2 separate regions of the Danio rerio genome follow, and region 1 is linked to region 2. A link is a contact called in public HiChIP or PLAC-seq data. All regions are on one chromosome and are shown on one strand. Each heading gives the region's core, a stretch centred on a gene start, on an enhancer-like site or on the middle of the called end of the contact. The rest is flanking DNA. Distances are from core to core; before and after follow the strand shown. Region 1 holds the start of spmip7 (sperm microtubule inner protein 7). Region 2 holds the start of ttl (tubulin tyrosine ligase).

Region 1 (5,014 bases), core at 147-2,646, 140 kb after region 2:
CTGCTGGTTACCTCCAGATGCACCTGTGCCCCTGTACTCAGTTGACCAGAGCAATGATCTATTAGAGACACACCATCACGCAGAGGGGCCAGAGCCGCATTTTCAGCTGGTTGCTTGGCTGCAGGATTGAATTTGGAGAATGCACGTCTGTCTGTCTCCGCCATGCTTTCAAAGTCATACCTTCCCTCTGGACCTTTCTCACAGGGCAGATTCATGCGTCTGCACAGCCACCTGCTCACTTCTTTTGAATTCCCACAAGGAGCCTTGAGAAGTCTTACACGATAAGTTTCTCCTTTCTCGCCCATTAATGATTCATAAAAGCAAACAATTAAGAAATGAATAGAATATATTTTCATAAATACCCCATCTCTCTTGTAGACGTGGCTGGGTATGTGGTTTTATGCAGATGGCAGCCACAGGTGTAATCATCAGCGTCCGCTGTTGCCAGGAGACTGTGTCATTAGTTTGTCATTAGATTGCCTCCTGTGTCACTGCAGTCAGCAGGAGGTCAAATTACTGCCACACGTCTGTAAATTGACACGCTGAGTCTCAAAAGGCTCACAGTGAAGCTAAAAGGCACTGAGTTGAATTAGAGTTTGCAAAATGTGAATTAGTTATACAAATGGTGATTGGTTATTTAAGTAGTACGCCTTGAAATGATTGGAATGTGCCTACTGTAGACAGTAGATATCAAAGAGATCTGCCTGTAATGTAATTTGATGGTCACTAGGTGGAGACCTAGATCAAATCATTTGGGCAATGATAACATCCTTCAAAATGATGGTGGTTCTTAAAGCCAATAAAACACAATTTATAAAAACCTGTAATGATTAAAGGGATCTTAAATGTAGTTGTTTCATATCTTAATATTTCTGTGCAGTTGCGATTTTGAAGCTGCACTTTTATTATAGGATGAAATACAAATTGGTCATGTAAAGTGAAATGGTGTGTGTATGGTGTGTCTATTTAACACTGGTCAAATGATAAAATGGTGGTTGGTTTGAGAAAATATACAGACCACACCATTGGGTTAACTGGGTTATAAATGGAAGTGATAAACCAAGATGTTGGATTTGTATTTTTTTAAACAACTCAACATTTTTAGAGTAGGTAGCCTATACTTAGCCTACAAGTTGTCTAATGAGCTGTGAGATTAAACAAGATAGGTATTTTTATAATTACTAATATAATACAAACTTGTGAAAAAAATACACTCAAAATCGTTTGTGAAAAAAATCTTAGGTTGACTCATTATTCCCAGAGTTGAAAATAAAATAATCAGTTCATACTAGGTATAAAGTCACTAAATTGCCTTGACAGCCTATTACTGGAGTTCCACAACTACCGATGAAATTCTGTTCTCTCCCACTAGGCTTGTGGTGTAGCTGTGGTAAAGGGGAAGCAGTCAGTGGACCAAAGCACTGTGAGGCTAGAGATTAGGACTCCAAAAAAAAAAAAAAAAAACTGAAATTAAAATGCAATTTTTTTACCTATATGAACTATATTATTTTAAAGTACTTGATAATTATAATTAATCTGTTGAGGTATTTCTAGGCTAATTGAATTAATTGGGTAAGCTCAGGTAATTAGGCAATCATTGGACAACAGTGGTTTGTCCTGTAGCAAATCAGGGGAAAAATGTTAATGTGGCTAAAAATATTGCCTTTAAATCTTTATTTAATGACTTTATTCCAGCCAAACAAAAAAGTAGACCTTTTCCAGAAGAAAAAAATATATAGGAAATACAGTTAGCACTGTTGTTTCACAGCAAGAAGTTTACTGGTTCGAGTCCAGGCTGGGCCATTTGGCATTTCTGTGTGGAGTTTGCATGTTCTCCCCTTACTCGCATGGGTTACCTCAAGATGCGGTTTCCCCCAAAGACATAAGGTATAGGTGAATCAATGATCTAAATTTGCTTTAGTGTATAAGTGTGTGTGTGAACGAGAAAATGAATGGATGTTTACCAGAACAGTGCTGGTTTGCGGAAGGAGGGGAAGCCAACAGAATGGGCACTATCACCTGAATTGCCAAAGCTGCTACCACCACCAGAGCTATTACTCCCAGAGTTGCCACCACCAATTCCAGAGCTTTCGCCACTGCCAGAACCGCTAAATCCTTATGAACTATCCAAATGGCGGGTGCTAGATCATCCTGAATTCCCCAAATAGAAGGTTACAAATTCCCTTCCTGAGTCCCTGGAGTAGGTGCCAGATTCTCCTGAATCACCAAAAGGGTGGGCACCAGTCTTGTTTCTCTGTCTAGTCAAGTCGTGTATTTGACCATTGTTTGTGTTGCTGTTATGTGCATTAATGAGTGTTTCCACGTTCCTGTGTTTTTGCCCTGTTGTGTTTTTGATCTTGGACTGTGTCTTGTTTTTTTGATTGTTTGCTCCCTGCCTCGACTTCTGCCTGGATTTTTTTATTACTTTTTGTGAATTATCCTTGACATTGTTGTTTGCACCAGTTTTGACCCCTTGCCTGTTTGACCTCAGTAGTTGCATTTGTAACTTATACTCCATTGTTTCATCTCATAAGTGAAAGTAACAGTTTGCTGTAGCATTCATTAACAAAGTTGCAAATAATAATGTATTACTTAATGGACTTAAAGCTGTAATGTATGTGTGTGAATGCAGTAGTGTATGGGTGTTGGGTTGCGGCTGTAAGGGTATCCGCTGCGTAAAACATATGCTGGATAAGTTGGCTGTTCATTCCACTGTGGCGACCACTGATTAATAAAGGGACTAAGCCAAAAACAATGAATGAATGAATGATAAACACCATAAGTCTCTCTTTTTTTTACTTCCTTTACTTCCTTACATTTTTACTTAATGTTAAAATAGTATCCAAATCTAATAAAGGAGTGGTGTTTTTCCCGCCCACCAAATTGATTGACAGCCACATATTAACATGTCTTCATAGTAACATGTATAACCATATTCACAAGACAGGACTTGCTAACTGGGATTAAAAGAACTCTCTGAGATCAGCTGCACATCAAGAAAAAGTTTTGCACGTTTAAAACCTTTTTAAAAAAGTGCATGTTTGCAATAAAGAAAAGACTATGTAAAATTGCTATTTAATAATCACCACAGTCACGTCAGTACAATTATAAAAGAAGACACTTCAATCCTGGTTTATGGATGTTAAATTAGGTTTATTTTGTACATTAACATAATGGATGTCTATATAGCAGTGTATATTAATGTGTATCCTGTCACATTTGCCTGCAAAAACAGTGCAAAATAAAATGTGTGTGTGTGCGCAGCTGCTTTGTAATGACATTGTGTGTGACTCATCGTTGTAGAAAGGCTTAAAGAAACAGCACAACAAGTACATCAAAAAATCATTGGAAAAATTCTTACTGTAGAATTTCCCATGAATGGGAGATCAGCTTCCTACATGTCTGTCACTGTGCTGTTTATCTAACATGAGACGAAGCAGGAAAAGGAAACATCCATCAGAGCAATAGAGGGAGATTCAGCGTCCTCAGACCTCAAAATTCTCATATGTTAAAAGGTATACATATTCTGATTTGTATTTTGAGCTGAAACTTTACTTTAAATCTTATCTTAAATTATCAAAAAGTGGTAAAATAGGTGCCCTTTAACAATGCTACAGTATTTATTTTAAATGACAACTTTATTGTTTTATGTGGTAATTATTGTAGGTATATATATATATATATATATATATATATATATATATATATATATATATATATATATATATATATATATATATATATATATATATATATATATATTAATCTCATACTTTACAATGTGAAGTTTATTCATAAACTAATTTCGAGAGGAGCACGTGATTATGATTGAACACGGCTGGTTCTGCATTAGCATGCTTGATCCACCAATTAGGCCATTCCTAACCACTATAAAGAGCCAGGGTTTTCTCACTACAGTCATCTTCGATTTAAAGAATACACTACTACTGCTACTCCAGCTACATCAACTTCTCCAGCTACATCAACTTCTCCAACAACAACAACTTCTCCAGGTACATCAACTTCTCCAACAACAACTTCTCCAGCTACATCAACTTCTCCAACAACAACAACTTCTCCAGCTACATCAACTTCTCCAACAACAACAACAACTTCTCCAGCTACATCAACTTCTCCAACAACAACAACAACTTCTTCAACAACTTATACAAATACAACTTCTCAACCTTCTTCAAATTGCCTCACACAATGCAATCTCTGTGTCTTCAACCCAATTCTCCAACAAGATAACAGTAAAAACTCGATCACCATCCATGAACTTTGCCTAAACTCTCGATGCCTGCGATCCAAGCTGAACTCTCTTCTAGGGGTGCACCAGCGGTAACATACATGACACTTTTTAAGGGGAAGCCTCACAAACTACAACTAAGATTAAACATCCATCTTTAAAGGATGATTCTAGCGTGAATAGAATGACTCACCTCTCAATCAAGGATCTAGACAATCCAATCCCTAAAACACCAGTCCACAACTTATGCATACATTTATAAACATCCATGTTAATCCTCCAAACTAGTCGCTGTGGTGCATTCAATAGAGTAGCGTCTCCAATCATAACACTAGTTCTCTGGCAAACAAAATGGCCGCCAGCCTTTTTCTGCAACTTTGATTGACACTCCTTCGAGCCAATAGCTGAAAGGAGAAGCGGCACCATCCCATGAACTCTCAAAAAATTTGAGATGGTCCCACCCTCTCTCATGACAAGCTCATGAATGATTATCATTACATTTACACAATTACTACAAAATGGTGACATTAATTTTAAGTTCAGGGTTTGATGTTGGCAGATGATAGATAAATAAATAAATACATAAATTAATAAATAATAAAGAAAATAAATAATTATAAAATGTATAAATCAAGGGAAAAAAAAAAAACTGCCACATCTGATAGCAGTTTAACTTCTAAAAAGTTTACTCTGCTACTGAAAAACATTCAACGCATTAGGCATAGAAGTCCAATCGTAATATGCCCCAGTGACTCATGTCCATAC
Region 2 (4,684 bases), core at 265-2,764:
TAGTATGATTAAATATTTAAGTGACATTTTATATTTGAATATAATAAAAAGTATTGTTTTATCCAGTGATTGCAAACTAATTTTTACCACCTATCTTGTTGTCACATGATCCTTTCGAAATTGATGCTAAATTGTTAATTGAAATATTATTTACATTAATAATAAATTGTAGACTGACTTTGAATAAGTTTTAATAATATTAATAATTCTTACTGCAATCAATGCTGAAACCATTTCTGCTGCGTAATATTTTCTGACATATTTTTTTATTATTGATAAAAGATTTTTTATAATTTTAACACTCAGGTAGTAAAATGTTTTCTAAATGAAAAATAGAAAGAAATGTTCCTTCAGCACAAAACGAGTATATGATTTCTGAGTGATCACAATATCATGTGACACTGAAAACTGAAGTAATGACAGAATATCGCAGCACTAATTATTAGCATATGAAAATTACAAAAATGTGAATTGTTCCAAATTAAATATTGATTTTAAATTAAATAGTTTCTGTGTAGTAAACATCAAATAGACATCTCATTACATAAAGAGACTAAATTATTCAAAAACTGGTTTAAGATTATCATACTTTAAAAGTTTAAAATCCACATAGATGCATTAAAGAGTTGAAACTTTGTTATCAGGTTATTGCTGCAGGACACACAGCACACCATTGCTTCATTGAGTATAATCATAAATTAAACACTTTGTACCTTTTATGTTTTTTTTTGTTTTTAAATAGCATGGTCTAATGAAAACTATCATAGCTTAGATACATTGCAAGAACCTGCTGAGACTACTAACTTTCATTATACACTACAATAACAACATTTAAATCAATTACATCAGTGTTAAATTTTGATTTAGCAATGCATTTGTTGAAATGATTTACCCAGCCGTCCAAAAGGCAGCCGATTTCTCTCTCCCAGCATTAAATTAAAGCGAGGGTTGTCTTTCTTGAGTCGTTTCCATTTTCCAGTTGAAGTAAGAATCTTGGCGACCTCAGCATACACAGTACTGGTGTCATCTCTCAAAACAAACGTGTATATTGGTGAATTCATGATTCCCAGTCTTCAGACAAGAGCGCAGCGTAATGATGAAGAACACACACAGCTAGCAGACTAACGTTATCTGTCTCCCAACAAAGTAGACTGAAAGTGGACATACATGATTCCCCTGACGCTTCTTAGTTGTATTGCTCTAACAAGTACAGTATGTACATAGTACGACTGTCGTCCAGACAGGGTGGACCATCTGAACCCGCAGTCGATCGCGTGGCCGATGCGAGGAAACTGAAATTTAGGGTGTGACTCTTGAAGGATTTTGTCTAGTAAATTCTCGCGGCTAACAGTCTACGCTAGCGTTCTCTCCGCTAGTGAATATCTCTGAACTGCAGATGTTATAAAACACAGTCCGGGAACAAGCCAGCTCTGTGCAGAGCGTAAGAATAGTGGTTGACTATATAACTATATAGTTTAACCCTAGCCTCTTGTGCGTTCGTCCAGACAGGACATCAATTTAAATCCCAGTTGAAGCCTCTTTATCCCAGCACGCTCATGATGTGACGTACCGCTGGGAGTTTTAACGTAGCACACGCACGCCGCACGCCCAAAGACTTATGGGTAATGTAGTGTCTGCTGTGTTGCTATTTAACAGAAAGGTTGTAGTATTTATACAAGGTATATGTTTGATCTTTTAATGCTTATTAAAAAATGCTTTCTAAATGCCCATAGTTTTAGAATTAGTTTTTTCTCTTAAGTTAAACTTCACCAAATGTGAACGTCAATTAAAGAGTGTGCGGCTCCCACTGTATGCAATATCCCAGTTAGTCTGAAGTATGTTAGGCATTGTGATTACTAAAAACCAAGGAAGGAAATATTTTCTAAACTTTGATCCTGATATTATTAAGACACAGAGAATATTTCAGCTATGGCTGTAGAGAGACTTCTTTAAGAGACAGGTTGCTTATTAAAGCGGAGGGTATAGCTTGGCTTACTTTACCTGCACTTTCTTTATATGCAGATAATAAAGTTTGTAAAAGTATGGATAAAAATAGGCTATGATTAATTTTGACTGGAAGAATAAAATCCATTATGAAAAGAAATCTGTAGTTATGAACAAGTATTAATAGGCCAATAGAGGGTTACATTTTCTTCATTTTTCATTATTAAACTTTTCTTTCACAGTTAACTGGCTTAGGCAATTTATAATTAAACCAAACTCAACTTGAAATTTTCTCCACAATTACTTTTTTCAAAACTGGAAGGTCTCTCTTTTCTACTGATTTTATTAAGAAGAACTCTTTATTAAGAGTTATTTAATTAAGAAGGTCTTCTCTTAAATTATAAAGAGTTTTTATGCAAGTTTGTTTTCCCAGTAACTCCAAAATAATTTTCCATTGTAGAGGATGCAATTCTTAAAAGTGTTTTAATGCTTTTTAGAGGTTATGGTGGAGCTTCCAGTGTTTTGACTGTGCCATTGCACCCCTTGGAAACCTCAGTGGGAAAAAATGCTTTTATCACAACTTTCCTCACGTAATTACAAAATCAGGTCTGTCTTTCAAAAAAAAATTGTAACAATGTGACGTTTTTTTTTTTTTTTTTTGATGCAAATATATGACCAGATTCAATGGGAAAAAGTTTGGTATTTGTCTGTAAAATATATAATAACTAACAAAATTTGAGAAATTTCATCAAAACTGTTACACAGATTTTACCTAGCTAAGACATTCTTGAAAAGATTCAAGTCTTTAATATCTGAAATATTCCCAGTGAAACTGTTGATCAATTTTTTTGCATTGCCCTTAAATACAATGCTTTTGGATTAAATTTCTTTGGTTATTCATCGCAATGTACTACCGGGATTCTTGTTTTCTTTTAAGGGTATCCTGTTGGGTCAATACCACTGATGATAAAAGTAAGGAATATTTTATTATTAATCTAATTTTAATTCTTGCAAAATGCCATATACATCGCTGTAAATTCTCTCAATGTACATTGTTTTATTGTTTTTGAAAAGGAACTTCAACAGTACATTAGAGCTAAAAATCTTAAAGCTATTAGAACTGTTTACTTATTGTCCTTGATTGTACATGATTTTATATTATTTGTCGTTTTTTCTCTTGTATGTGCTTATTTTGATGCTTTACTTCTCTGTAAAACTCATGTAGTAGTAGTAGTAGTAGTAAAACTTTATTGTCCTTGACAGGAGATTTGTTTTGGGCATCGCCATATTGCTGCAGACACTCACTAAAACAAGCAATAAAAACAATAGAAAATACAACAATTACAACATTTATGGTGCTAATTAAGATATACTCTTATTAAGTAAGCCCACTGACACAGGTACAAAGGATTTCTTATAACGGTTTAACCTACACTTTGGGACTCTATATCTTCTACCAGAGGGAAGCAGTTCGTACTGGGGAAACAAAAAATGAGTTGGATCCTTTACAATCCTATCCACCTGATTGAGGACACAGTTCTCATATAAAACTTGAGGATTAAAATATTCGTTGTGCCTGACAATTTTCCATGCTGTCTTTAAGAGATGCATCAGTTTAGATTTACACTGAACAGATAGGTTGCCAAACCACACTGTAATGCCATACCTGACAATGCTTTCAAGAACTGCTTTATAAAACAGCATCATGAACTTCTTGTTGACTCCAAAAAGACGCAACCTCCGTAAAAAATACAATCTCTGATGTAAACGAGAACAAATCCAATCAATATGTGTTTTCCATGTGAAAGAACTGTCGATATGAATGCCCAAGTACTTATAGGTATCTGACTGAGTAATAGGATCATCATGTAGCTACAACCACTTGACGATGGTCACCTATGCACTTAGGGTCAAATACCATCTCTTCTGTTTTCTTAGTATTTATTTTTAGCTTATTTCTATCACACCAATCAATGAATTGACTAATTTCTGACTGATAGATAACCCCAATATCATCCTTCTCATATCGTAAACTTAAAATGGCTGTGTCATCAGAGTATTTAAAAAATAAAATTCTGTGAATGCTTACTTATACATTCATTTGTAAAAAGTGTAAAAAGAATAGGCGAACTGACACAGCCTTGTGAAACCCCAGTACTACTGTTCTTTTCCTCTGAACAGATGTTTTTAACCTTAACAACCTGAGTTCTGTTTGTTAAAAATGAGAAATACCATTTGCATATGAATGGGTTTATATTCAGCTGTTCCATCTTTTCAATTAATAAATGTGGTTGGATCGTATTAAAAGCGGAACTAAAATCAATAAAAAGCAGTCGAGCATAAGCTTTAGGATTGTCTAAGTGCTTAAGAATTAAGTGCGAAATACTATTAACTGCATCTTCAGTACCTCTGCCATACCTGTAGGTGAACTGTAGAGGATCTAAATTACTAGCAACTTCTGATTTTACAATGGACACAAAACATTTCATGATAACAGATGTTAATGCCACCGGTCTAAAATCATTGTACTCAGAGATGTACAATCTACACAACAAATTTGTACTCATCATGTACAATCTACACAACAAATTTGTATGATGCTGTTATTGTTACCCTGACATTAATAAAAATAAAATAAAATACATAAATAAAAAAGGTTTATAGGCGAGGCAGTGGTGCAGTAGGTAGTGCTGTCGCCTCACAGCAAGAAGGTCGCTGGGTTGCTGGTTCGAAGCTCAGC

Evidence for each region. HiChIP or PLAC-seq counts read pairs in DNA pulled down with a chosen protein or histone mark.
Region 1: an H3K4me3 HiChIP or PLAC-seq map of embryo shows a contact between it and region 2, with 2.4 times the contacts expected there. The contact joins the promoter of spmip7 here to the promoter of ttl in region 2. A contact is called at or near these places in 1 of 18 Hi-C or Micro-C datasets (hematopoietic stem cells) and 1 of 4 datasets of contacts at active chromatin or transcription factors (embryo).

The regions. Positions count from the first base shown.
Region 1 is chr13:18,047,265-18,052,278 of GRCz12tu, forward strand. It overlaps spmip7 (sperm microtubule inner protein 7), which reads right to left and starts at 1,397. Exons shown (of 8, transcript XR_012388728.1): 1 at 1-1,397.
Region 2 is chr13:17,907,973-17,912,656 of GRCz12tu, forward strand. ttl (tubulin tyrosine ligase) reads right to left here and starts at 1,515. Exons shown (of 5, transcript NM_001076625.1): 1 at 893-1,515. The coding sequence starts at 1,061.